Regions from separate parts of the Ovis aries genome. Here region 1 is linked to region 2. The links are chromatin contacts, called in public Hi-C maps. All regions are on one chromosome and are shown on one strand. The core of a region is the stretch at or near the end of the contact, and the rest is flanking DNA. Distances in the headings are between cores, read along the strand shown.

Region 1 (6,120 bases), core at 2,968-5,467, 100 kb before region 2:
TTTACTCAGTTCCCCAGAGTCTTCCAGGATGTTCCTCTCCTGCTAGCATTTCAGAGTTGGTCAGTGTCAGACTAAGCCTTGGGCTGAAAACAAACTGCCCTTCTGGCACTAGTGACCTTTGCTTAGGAGCTTTTTGCCATTCACTCAGTTTTTACAGGCTTTGGTTGTCCATGTACGTAGTTTAGAAAATCTATAAGGCTGGTAATAAAAAATAGTAGTCCCCTACTCAATGCATACACACAGGCCACTTGGCACTCTGCAGAGGCAATTGCTTTCAATTCTAAATTTCTTTCTTTATGTTGCTACTTCTTGATTTATGTTGGTGTTGAGTACCTTTCTCTCCCCACCCACCCCGTCTATCCTTGCTCTCTCCACACCCACATGTCCACTTGGTGTTCCCTGTCACCCTCCCAGTATAATTACCTCACAGGTTTGGTCGGAACAGTATTCACTGTGTGCATTATTAGGCAGTATAAATGGCACTGACAAGGGAGCCATGTAATAGGCAATGATCACTTTTCCTTTCCTTTCCAGCATGACAATTACAGTTATGTAATCTCCTCTCAATATGTTTAAATGCACTGGATAGTCTACCAATTTCACCTTCTTAAAGGAATCTCTGATTTCAGAGTCTTCCATCCTGTTCCAGTCAGGATCAGCTACTTTCGACCATACAACCACTGACCTGGGCATTCCTCTGCCTCCTCCTTTGTGTTCTCCTTCAATGCCATGTCCTCCTTTCTCTTGGTTTGCTCACTCATTGCTGTTGCAGCACATCCTCCAGTAGCTTCCTGAGAAGATGCGCAAAGAGACCTTACATGACTCTTTTTAATCTTTATTATCATTTGGCTGGTATAATCTGGGGATGGAGATAATTTCCCTCAGCATTTTGAAGGGACATTTTAGTGTTAAGTACCTTTCTCTTGCCACTGTCTCTCAGTTCTCACCTTGCTATTTAGAAATCCAATGTCACTATGATTCTTTTCTTTAAAAAAATATTTATTTGGCTGCACTAGAGCAGCCATGTGGGGTGTGGATCTTATTTGCGGCATGTGGGATCTTTTCATTGTGGCATGAGAACTTAGTTGTAGCATCTATTTCCATGACCAGGAATCACACCCTGGCCCCTTTGCATTGGGAGTGCAGAGTCTTAGCCACTGGATCACCAGGGAAGTCCCCATTGTGATACTTACGCCTTTATATGAAGCCTGCTTATTTTTTTTTTTTACTGGAAGCTTTTGTGACTTCTTTGTTCTCAGGGTTCTGAAATTTTGCTGTCTTGGTGTCAATCTACTTTCATCAGTTGTGCTGAATCCTCAACTGGGCATTTGAATCTGAAATTGATGTATTTCAATTCTAGGATATTTTCTCTAATCCCTCTTTCTAGAATTCCTGTTATTCAGATGTTGAGTTCGCTTGACTAGTCCGCAAACTATCATATCTTTTCTGTTTTCCATCTCTTGGCCCTTTTGCTCTATTTTCTCAAATTTATATTCCAATCATTTTTTTAAAGTTTTTTTTTTTTTTGCTTTTGTAGTTTTAATTTCCAAGAGTTCTGTTTTTCTTTTCTTTTTTTTTTTTTCATAGCATCCTATTTTTGTTCATGGACGCAATATCTTGTCTCTTAAGACCATTAATGACAGTGTTCTCTCCTACGTCTCCTTTTTGCATACTCACTATCTTTTAAGTTCCTTTTTTTGTCCCAATATTTAACTTTACTCTTATTAGAGGCCTTCCTCAAATATTTACTCATCCTGTACTGTCTTCTTATAAATGAAGAATGGGACACTGAAAGACTTGATACATGATGGTCATGACTGGGGCTGTCTACATGGATCTATTGGGCCATTCTGTGTCTTATCTGTTGAGCTGGTCAAGAGAAAACTCTTCCAGTCTCCTGCCTGGAGGGTACTCTGCTGGCAGCCAGAGTCTGGGTAGCTGAGTGGGGAAAGAAGGCTAGAGGCCTCAATATTGCATACAAAGTGTTGGCTTTATTCCTGTTGTCAGTGTGCTCCCAGAAGAGAAATCCTCTGTTACCTCTCCTGCGAATAGACCTTCACTTTTCAACCAGCTGGGGAGAGAGTCTGGAGTCTGACTGCTTCTTAAATAGATTTTCAAACAATTTTCCTGTTTTTAAGCCTCCCCACCCACCCAATTTCCAGAAATACCTGGGACAGCCAATTCCTGGACCATTTGGAGGTTTCACGTGTAAACTGGGCTGCTCTTCAACTTTCTTTATTGCCTGTTTAGGAGTCAGTCAGTTACCATTCTTTGTTGGCTAAATCTGGTTTCCAATATTTTGATTAAATTCCTTTACTGTTGTTTTAGTTGGTTTCAGGAAAGACCACAGTGTGTGTTCAACTTGCTATCTTTATCCCATTTCAATTTTTAAATGAACAGCGACACATTTCAGAGCTGGAATTCTCTCCTTCCAATTTATAGAAGTAAATAGAGTGTAACTAGAATATGAAGAGGGCCTGTAGGGGCACTCCCCACCAGTTCTTTACCTGTTACAGTCTCTCCTAGCTTTAAAAGCGCAGGTCAAAAGCCACCCCTTGTGATGCCTTCCTCAGTCTCCCAAGCTTATATCTTATTTTACCCAAGTTGGACTTACTGAGTGATAGACATTACAGAAACTTACAGACATCATTCCACTTAATCTTTCATAGGTTATAGCTACAGAGACTCAGAGAGGTGGATCCACAGACCAAGATCCCACAACTAATGAGTGACAGGACTGAACTCCTGTCTCTACTATCCAGCCTCTCTGACATTATCCTTAACTCAGAGGCTCCTCAAAGCATCTCACATTCTGGTGAAAAAATGGCACATGTACTGCAGAGTCAGCCAGCCCCAGGCAGAGAAGGAGCATCGAATAGCCGTGAAGAAGTCAAGTGCTGTGCAGTCCAGGGGAAGGAGGGCTTCATCCCATGTGACTGAATCCCTGTGGGCTTTACAGAGGAGGTGGCATCTGACCTCATCACCACCACCACTTCAGCCTGGCTTCTCTCCTTGCCTAGAGGACTGGCAGTGACAGCAAATAATGATGATGGTGGTGGGTCAGTGTGCAAAGCATTTTTACAGAGATCTCTTTGATATCATAGAACTTAGTGGGCGGAAGGTTATTTCCATTTTAGGCAAGAAAAAAATGAAGGCACAGAGAAGTTTATCACTAGCTCCTGGTAACCCAGAAGAAAATGTTGGTTTCAGACTTCAAATCCATCCCTTCTAATTCCAGGTTCCCTGCATCTCCTACCCTCTTCACTCTAGCTTTATCCTGGCCATCAGTTGAGGGGAGCCTTCCCATTCCAAAATATCTCTTCACCAATGTTTCACAATGCGTGGTGTATGGCCCGCTTGCTTATTTTATTATTACTTTTTTTTTTTAGAGGGGGTTTCAACTTCTCAGATTCAGCTTTTGTGAAATATTTCCATACAATAAAATTCACAAGCTTTAAATGTACAGTTCAATGGGCTTTGACAAATGTGTACAGTTGCATTAAATCCAATAGAACTCTTTTCATATTTGACTCTTGCTTATTTAAAAAATCTGGTTATTGGCTCCCACCCTAGACCTACCTAATCAATGGGAGGAGGGACCCTAGAATCCGCATTTTAACAACTGTCCCCTTGATTCTTGTGCTCACCAAAGAATGAACCGCCCTAGGCCTGCACTGATGCCAAACGGCGCAGTGGGCAGAGCGGGGACCCTGGAGTCAGCACCGCCCTTCTTGGCTTTGTTTTGGGACCGCCTCATTTTCCTGCCTGCGAAGTGGGAGAGTCACGCGAGGATCCGAAGGCCGAAGTGCCGCGGGCACTTTCCACACCTGCCTGCCTCCCCAGGACCCTTGCCGCAGTCACCCGCCGCCGCCCGGAGATGGGAGGAAACAGCTGGGGGCTCTTTGGTTCCAGGCTGCGGTCGCCTCCCTAATAGGCCGCGGACGCGCCCTGAGGTTGGGGGCTCAGGATCCCCTTTCCGCACGCGCCGGCCCCGCGCCGGGGACCGCAGGGGACCCGAGTGCACGGCGCTCCCCGCCTGCCGGGCAGCCGAGGCCCCCCGCCTCCCTCCGACCAGCCTCCAGCAGCCCATAAATATTCCCTGGGTCAGAGCGGGCGGAAACGGACTTTCCAGCGCGCCTTCCGGACCTGGACCATCTCCTCCGCGCGCGAACTGTGGAGGAGAAGCCTGGACTCGAGTCAGCGCGTTTCCGCCTGGCAAGCCTGAGGACGCATGCGCAGTCCCGGATAGGGTAAATGCTACGGCGCCCGAGCTCCAGCCCCGCGCTGCCCAAGTGCCGGGCCCTGGCAGCGGAGGCAAACAGACCCATGAGGGAAATCTGCAGGAGGGTTCTGCACTCGACCCAAGGGTCAGGGAAGGCTTCCTGGGATATTTAAGCTAAGCTCTGAAAGATGAACGCATCTGGATCGAAGGAACAGAATATGAAAAGGCCAAGAGGGTGGCAGTTGGGGAAATTACAGGTATTTTGTGTTAATGAAGTATTGAGTTCAAGGTGAAGTGTCACAGGATGGCTCTGGAGAAAGTGGCAAAGTGTGAAATTGTTAGCTGCTCGGTCGTTTCCAACTCATTGCGACCCCATGAATGTAGCCTCTGTCCGTGGAAGTAATTCTCCAGGCAAGAATACTGGAGTGGTAGCCATTCCCTTCTCCAGGGGATCTTCCGAACCCGGGGATGGAGCCCAGGTCTCTCACGTTGCAGGCAGATTCTTTACCATCTGAGCCATCCCCTGTGGGGCAGGCATTGTAGCCTTGTAAGCAGGATATGTGTTTTGACCAGTTTATTTGCTTTTAGGAAAGAGCACTCTGGCATGGTGTGGGAGGTGGAATAGAGGGGTGGCAGGATATGAGTGAGGAGACTGTAGACAGAGGTCATGGTGCCTGGGCCAAGGTGGCTACAGTGGGAATGCAGGAAAGGAGGTGGCCTGGAAAACTTGTGAGGGCTATGGATAGGACTCAGTGCTAGACAGGATGACGGATGTGTGGCCCGCCCTTTCCCAAGCAGGAAGCAAGGGGGAAGATGATGCGTTCCTCCCATGATGTGCGCCTCCTTTCCTAGCCATCCAGCTTAGATCTAAGGCCTTAGATCTAAGTGTGTGCCTCACCCCACCACTTCCAGGAAGCCTTCCCTGCTCCTTTATGGATTTCAGAACATCAGAACTTGTGTTTGGTTATTTGCTGTCTTGCATTGTTGTAGAATTAATTTTGCAGCAGCCTTCAAGGGAGCCCAGCTTGGTGGTTAAGATCACAGAATCCTAGCAGGCCTGCTCTGTGACCTGGAAAAGTCATTCATTCTCTCCAGCCTTGCTTTCCTCATCCATAAATGGGGATAATAATCCTCCTTTGAAGGGTTCTGTATGCCAGGCATGAGGGGTGTGCTCAATGAGTGAGCTTTCTTCCCCCCAACTAAAGTTGGTCAGCCGTGAGCCAACCAAAGGTCACTAAGAGTGTCTCCTAAAACTTCTTTTCTGGAACTTTCAGAAGGAAGTCACAGAGAGGGTTAGCAGAATGATTTTAAGGCTGGGATTGGAAGGCACAAGGCTCTGCTTTGGACCTCCCAAAAGGCAGATCAGGGCCCTTTTGCCCACCTTGGACTGCAGGGGTGGGTAACAGAGCTCCTGGAGTCCCCACTGTTGACCCTTCAGTCATCCAGTTTCCAGTGGAGTTCCATAGCTCCCAGAAAGCCCTGAGCACTGCAGGCTTAGCCGTACTCTTTCCCAGGCTGCCATGAGCTCCTCCTCCAGCTTGCGAATCTGGTTTCCGCCTATAGCCATCCTCATGGGGAAGCAAAAGTACCCCCTCCTTCAGACCTCTAGAGGCCAGACCTGGGCCTAGTCCCCCAGGAGGGCTTGGAGTCTCATGGGATTAGGCCAGGGGTTCCTTGGGAGGCAGAGGCATCTGGAGCACAAGCCCCGAGCTGCAGTTCCAAGAGGACTAACTGGCAAGGGCCTGGCTTGGAATGGCTGCAGCAGGTATCAGGGCATGGGACATGGGCATCTTGGGAACAGCAGGATGAGACATATGTTAGCAGAGCCATGGGAGAGCCCAGCCAAAGGAACCATTACTGTGGTGTTATCACACCCTTCTCTTCTCTTTGCTCCCATG
Region 2 (5,522 bases), core at 972-3,471:
GCTGATGTCTGGATTGTGAGTCACAATACAGGGCTGAGTAGCTGGAGAGCCCTACAGGGCTCAAGGCTGGGCTTCAGGAGACCTGGGACCTTCTCCTCGCCTCCGTCAACTCCTCTCTGGAGAATACAAAGTCACTATCCTCCTCCTATTGGTTTCAGTGGGGGCCACTAGCTATGGTGCACTCTGAGCCCTAGAGATCTGGGTTCAAATATTAGCTCCAACACTTGCCAGAACCTCCGTATTGAGCCTCAGCTTCTGCATTTATGAGAGGGGTACTAATCGTCACCTTGGAGAATACAGATCTGATGGGACTGTATTCTTCCCATTTTATAGATGAAGAAACTAAGGTTCAGGGAATTTAAGCAACTTGCTCAAAATTACACAGCTAAAAATAAAATTGGGCACAATCAACACTGGAACCCAAGTCTGTGTGACTTCAAATTGCTTTCTATATCCACTCTAGCTGGGAGCCAGAAGATTTCTAGCTGAAAGACTGCTTGTGCAAATATTAGGAGGCAGCTGAAGTGAGCAAAGGGCTAGACCCAGAGGACGATGCATCCCAATTGAATGGAAGTCACCTGGAATGGCTCTGACTGTGATGGCCAGAGTGCCTTGGAATGGGAGAGCTCAGGACACACTTTTGACCCCCTGCTAGAAGCCTCTGAGGTGGAGCAGTAATGTCTCCCACGGCCCCTTCCCACACCCCCCACCTAAAACCCCACTACCTTCCCATGGCATTTGGAATGGGATTGACCTCAATGCTCTGGAAGAAGAGATGGGGGTGTCCCAGCACGTGTTCACAAGGACATTCCTCTGCCTGTAAGTAGGAGTATATGTATACTGGTGTTGCCCGCTTGGCAGCTGTGTGTGTCCTCACTGTGTGCATGGAAACGTGTGCTTGTGCATAAACTGGATGCGGACAGTCTGCATGTTCAGCCTCATCTTGAAGACGTGTATGGCCATTTAACTTACATGTGCTGCTGAGTGTGTGGGGGCATGTGGTTTGTCCAACTATCTCCTGAGGGTGTTTGTGACCATTTGGAGGTTAAGTCTAGCCCTGTGTGCAAGGGAGACTGCCTGCTTACATGCAGAGATACTTTCATGGCTGAGAACATGTGGGGGGTTCTGTGGGCTCAGATGAATGTGTTGTATATGCAGGGACCTGTAGCCAGGTTAGGACAGCCTATGGGAGCCACTTCACAGGTGGCTGCAAAGAACAGGGGAAAGAGTAACCAGGTGTTTTGGGGACCTGAAAGAAGTCTTTTTTCACCAAATCTGTTTCTCCTGCTAATGAACTAGGTTATCCTTGGACTTGAGGCTCCTGGGGTGGAAGGGATGGGGGGAGACAGAAGTCAAGAAATCCAAAGCACCTGACCCAGCAGTTAGAAATGGGAGTGGAGTAGTATCAGCCAGGAAGGGCCAAGGTGGGGGTGGAAGGTGTGGGTACTCAACCAGTCCCAGGGAAGTTGCCCCTGAAACATAGCCCCAGCCCCAGGCTAGGTCTATAGTGCACAAGAAGCACCATAGTCTGCTTTAGCTTCTGAAACCCAGTCCTTGGCTGGTGGTCTCCCCGGGACCAGGCAGACTCCCCAACACTCATCCCATAGATGGGACATCTGCCTTCTTGTTGCCTAAGGTTTACAGCCGCCTCGCATGCAGCACACAGTCCTCGCACCTCTTTTCTTTGCTGAGAGTTTCCAGAACTGGAGCAGAGGAGGTCTGGAGAGGTGAGCTGGAGAAGCTGGTCCTGGGCTGCCACGGCAGCTCTCTTGACCCACGACGCTTATAGTAATGGAGCTTCAACATCAACTCCTACTGACACCCGGGCTCCGCACTCAGACCTAAGTCTGACTTCCCTCTGAACCGTGGCTTCCTCTTCTGCCCAACCAGACAGGGTGGAGGATCCAAACGGGGCTTGCTGTCAGGTTTAGAAATCAGCCATACCTGGGCCCCAAGCGCCCCGGGCACGCAGTAGGCTCACAGCCCGCACGCTCAGTACACACCACCAGTTAGAGTTATAATTAGTAAGTCTCTTTGTAGCTCACAGGGTGCGACGTCCTCTCGTGCCGCTGGCGCCGCGGGTCCGTGGCATCCGCGGGGACCCCGCCCCCGCCCCCCGCGCTCGCGGCCCGAGCCACCCGATGGGGTTTCTGCGCGCTGACGTGGGCGGATCAAAGCAGCTGCCGGCTCCTTATAAAGCAGTTCGGGCTGCCCGCGCCTGGAGACCGTGCCGGGTGAGGAGCAGAACTCGGTCGAGTCAGCGAGCGCAGGCCTGGGGAGCCGAGCGCCCTCCAGTCCCCGAGGGACCCCAGCCGGCCGCGGCTCGCCAGGATCCCGGGCGTCCTTTCCAGGCAGCTCGCGAAGAGGACGCCCCCGCCGCCTGCCCAGCCGGGAGAGCGCTCGGGTCCTCCAGGGGCCGCGCTCGCCGCTCCCCGGCCCGCCCGGCCAGGCGAGCGCCCCAGGAGGTGAGCCGTGGCCGCAGGCAGAGGGTGGGCTCTCAGCGGGGACCTGCCAGACCGGGGGCGGGTGTGGGGGACCCCGTTGGGCATCCGCTCCCGGGCAAGCAAAGCCAGTCCTCCTCCGTAAGTCTGTTCCGTGGCTCTCCCAGGCAGTCCCTTCGCTGAGAGCAACCGCTGGGGCCTCGGGGCGCGGGCTCTAAGCGGATGAGAGGTAGAGGTAGGCTGTACAGACCCCGCGGCCTGCCTCGAGCCTTCCAGTCCCGCTTCTCCCCCCCGCCCCATTCGACCCTCTCCCTCCGAGTCAGCCCACGGATGAGGTCATGCCCGAGCCATCCCGGGGGTGGGGGACTTGGATCCAGCGGCAGAGGGTGTGTGTGGTGGGGCGGGAGAAGGTGGCAAAAGGCAGAGAACGACTGCAGCTCCTACTAAATTGGGGGCGGGGGCGGACGGCTCGCTTTGAGACCTGCTTCCAGAAGCGGCAGGGTGGGGGTGGGGGGAAGGGGGAGAATCGAGAGTTTGTTTACAGACCTGAGCTCCAGGCTAGGGGAGATAGGGAGGAAGAAAGTCCAGTCCCGGCCCCGAGGCACCTCTGGAACAGCCGGGAACATCTGGCTGAGCTCGCGCACGGGCCCCACACCTCCCACCTCCCCGAGCTTAGGTACCTCCAAGACCCTCACGGTCCTTAGGCGCTCGAGGTCTGGCTTAGAGGGGGTAGTGGGAGGAACCCCGAGTTCCCCCACCCCACCCTTCCCAATTCCAAACTAACCCGTTTCGCGGGTCACCCGGCGCATCGTCCGCAGCCCAGCAGGCACATCTAGCAAGACTCGCGGCCAGAGTCAAAGCCGTGTTGAGGGCCTCGCCTTGCTTGGCGTTGCAGGTAACCTTGAAGCAGTCGCTCGGCGTCACCGGCTCTCTGGGTCGGCTCTGTAAGCTGCGCACCCCCTGGCTTCGGGCCGGGCCCGAGGCGACCTTCGCGGCGTGGACACAGCGCGAGCGCCGGGTGCGGGTTCCCGGGCCGGCGCGGGTGTTTGGTGTGCGCCCGTCGACTCTGGCTCAGAGGGGCAGCCTCTCAGGCAGAGGGGTTTCCAGGGCCTTACAGAGCCCAAGCCTTATAACCACCTGTTGGAGCGGGCCTGCGGCTACGCTTGCGGTGCCCGCGGTGTGCACAGCCAGGGAGGTTTCAGCTCTCGCCCACTGCAAGCCGGGAAGCTTGAGCCTTCTCCCCAGCGGGAGGAGGAAGGGACCGCTTATCTCTCCAGAGACACTGTGCTTTGATGCGGGTCCACTACACGCCTGATCCCAAGGGAGGTTCCGAGCCGGGCCTGAAGCAAGAGGTCGGGCAGTCCGGGGCGGACCGCGGCAAAGTGGAGGGTCTTATAGAACGACCAGATCTGAGAGGGCACTTAGTTTCCTCTTCACCCTATGCCCGGAGCGGGATACCGGGGCCCAGGAAGAGAAGGGGACTTGCCCAAGGTCCCAGGGCACGGGAGGCTGCTGCCTAGCCCACCTCGAACCCGGGTTTAGCGCCCCCTGGCGGGCCGGGGGCTCCGGGAGGAGCGTGCTCCCTGACCCTCCAGGCGCAGGCTGAGGGTGACCCAGCGGCCCTCGCGGCTGTCCTAGACACTCTGACAGTGGACAGGAATAATCTGCCAGGACCCAGAGGCCCAGACCGGGAGCCGCCTCCCCCAGCGACGTGCCAGGGCAGCGAAGGGAGAAGCCCAGGACCACCGGGGCCGCTCCGAAACAGCCAGGGATATAGCTTGGAGGCCTGGGTCCCGGTGCGCACCCGCGCGGCCCCCTTCTCTCTCTGCGCGCGTTGGGCTGGACACGGATCCCCTGCGGTGAGTCCGCGCTCTCCTCTCTCCGCGTGCAGCCCTTCCTTCTCCCTACCCTGGAATGCTGGGCGCCTTAGGGGGGAGCCCACACTTTGGAAGGGGGTGGGGGCGAGGAGGGACAGTGACCAGAGTTTTCGATCTCCCCCCCTCCTCCGCTCCCGGCGTATCCAGTCGATATTTTTCTCGTTCTCAGGACAGTGTGGGAAGAGGGGGCTCAGTTAGACTTAAGACGGCAGCTGAAACACCACTGCTGCTTCCCCGCCCCCAGTGCCTTAGAGCGAGCGCCGCTAGCTTGGGAGAACTCTGCGGAGGAGAAACAAAATGTAATTCAGAGGTTTCTCCCTGCCTTGCTCTGGGTCATGCCGCAAGGTCCCAGAAAACAGTGGGATTTAAAATATGTGTCTGTGCGTGTGTGTGCTCTTAAGGCGCACACGTGCACGCGCACACTACACAGATAGATGTAATACTGGGAACTTAGGGAGAGGGGGCTCAAAATACCTGCAGACTACTGGAGACTGGAAAGACCTCAGGAGATGCATGAAGTCCAGGCCCTTGTTTTTATAGACTGGGAAGCTGAGGCTGGGGTGGTGGAAGGTCCAAGGTCAGACAGTCAGATGAGAACACCACCTTTTGGGTCAAGCGCCCCCCACTAAGGCGCCTCCTTTTTCCAACTCCCCAAACCCTTTAGGAAGAAACCCCTTTGTCTGCTCCTCCCCAGGGAGGAGGGGCTGGGACTGTGTTTGTCTCCGGACTAACGCCAGGTGTTGGTAAATTTGGGAGAAGCTGGGAAGGGAGTTAATGAGGTGAGAATGAAGGAGCGGGGCGGGGGAAGAAGAAACAGAGAAAAGGCGGAGAAAGCGACTCTGCGGCCTGCGGGCGGAGTAAGGATACTCCGCGGCCCCAGGACGCCGCTTGGCGGCCAGAAGTGGCATCCCGCCGGCCCCGTGAGCTTCCCGGCTTAGCCAAGGCGAGGCCGCCCCACCTCCGATCCGGCCTGGGCACCATCCGACCCACCAAGAGGGCATCGCTGGAGGAACTAGGAATCTCAGGACCCTGAGTAGCCCTCACTGCACAAAGACTTTTGCCATCCCCTTTCTCATCCTACCCGTCACAGCCCGAGAAACTGATGCCCCAGAGCAAGCCCCCGTTTCCTTGTCTTCTCACGGTCCACGATCTCACCCGACACTGGGTAGACGTGAGCGTAGAAGACTGCCGCTCGTTGGCTGAC

Evidence for each region. Hi-C and Micro-C count contacts between places; a contact is called where the count stands out from the background.
Region 1: a Hi-C map of tail adipose tissue shows a contact between it and region 2, with 5 times the contacts expected there. The contact joins the enhancer-like site here to the promoter of WNT11 in region 2. A contact is called at or near these places in 10 of 16 Hi-C or Micro-C datasets (blood, hypothalamus, liver and 4 more).

What each region holds. Positions count from the first base shown.
Region 1 is chr15:54,504,583-54,510,702 of ARS-UI_Ramb_v3.0, reverse strand. No RefSeq gene overlaps it. Among named protein-coding and RNA genes, the nearest start is that of THAP12, 56 kb to the left of the region's middle. Within about 2 kb of position 4,217, at least 23 of the 54 cell types and tissues checked have an H3K27ac peak or open chromatin away from gene starts, as enhancers often do. A contact at or near this core is called in hypothalamus, liver and tail adipose tissue, where this site is marked.
Region 2 is chr15:54,399,809-54,405,330 of ARS-UI_Ramb_v3.0, reverse strand. It overlaps WNT11 (Wnt family member 11), which reads left to right and starts at 2,221. Exons shown (of 6, transcript XM_060399452.1): 1 at 2,221-2,465. It overlaps LOC121816704 (a long non-coding RNA gene), which reads right to left and starts at 4,974. Exons shown (of 4, transcript XR_006056384.2): 1 at 3,226-4,974; 2 at 2,988-3,048; 3 at 1-2,655.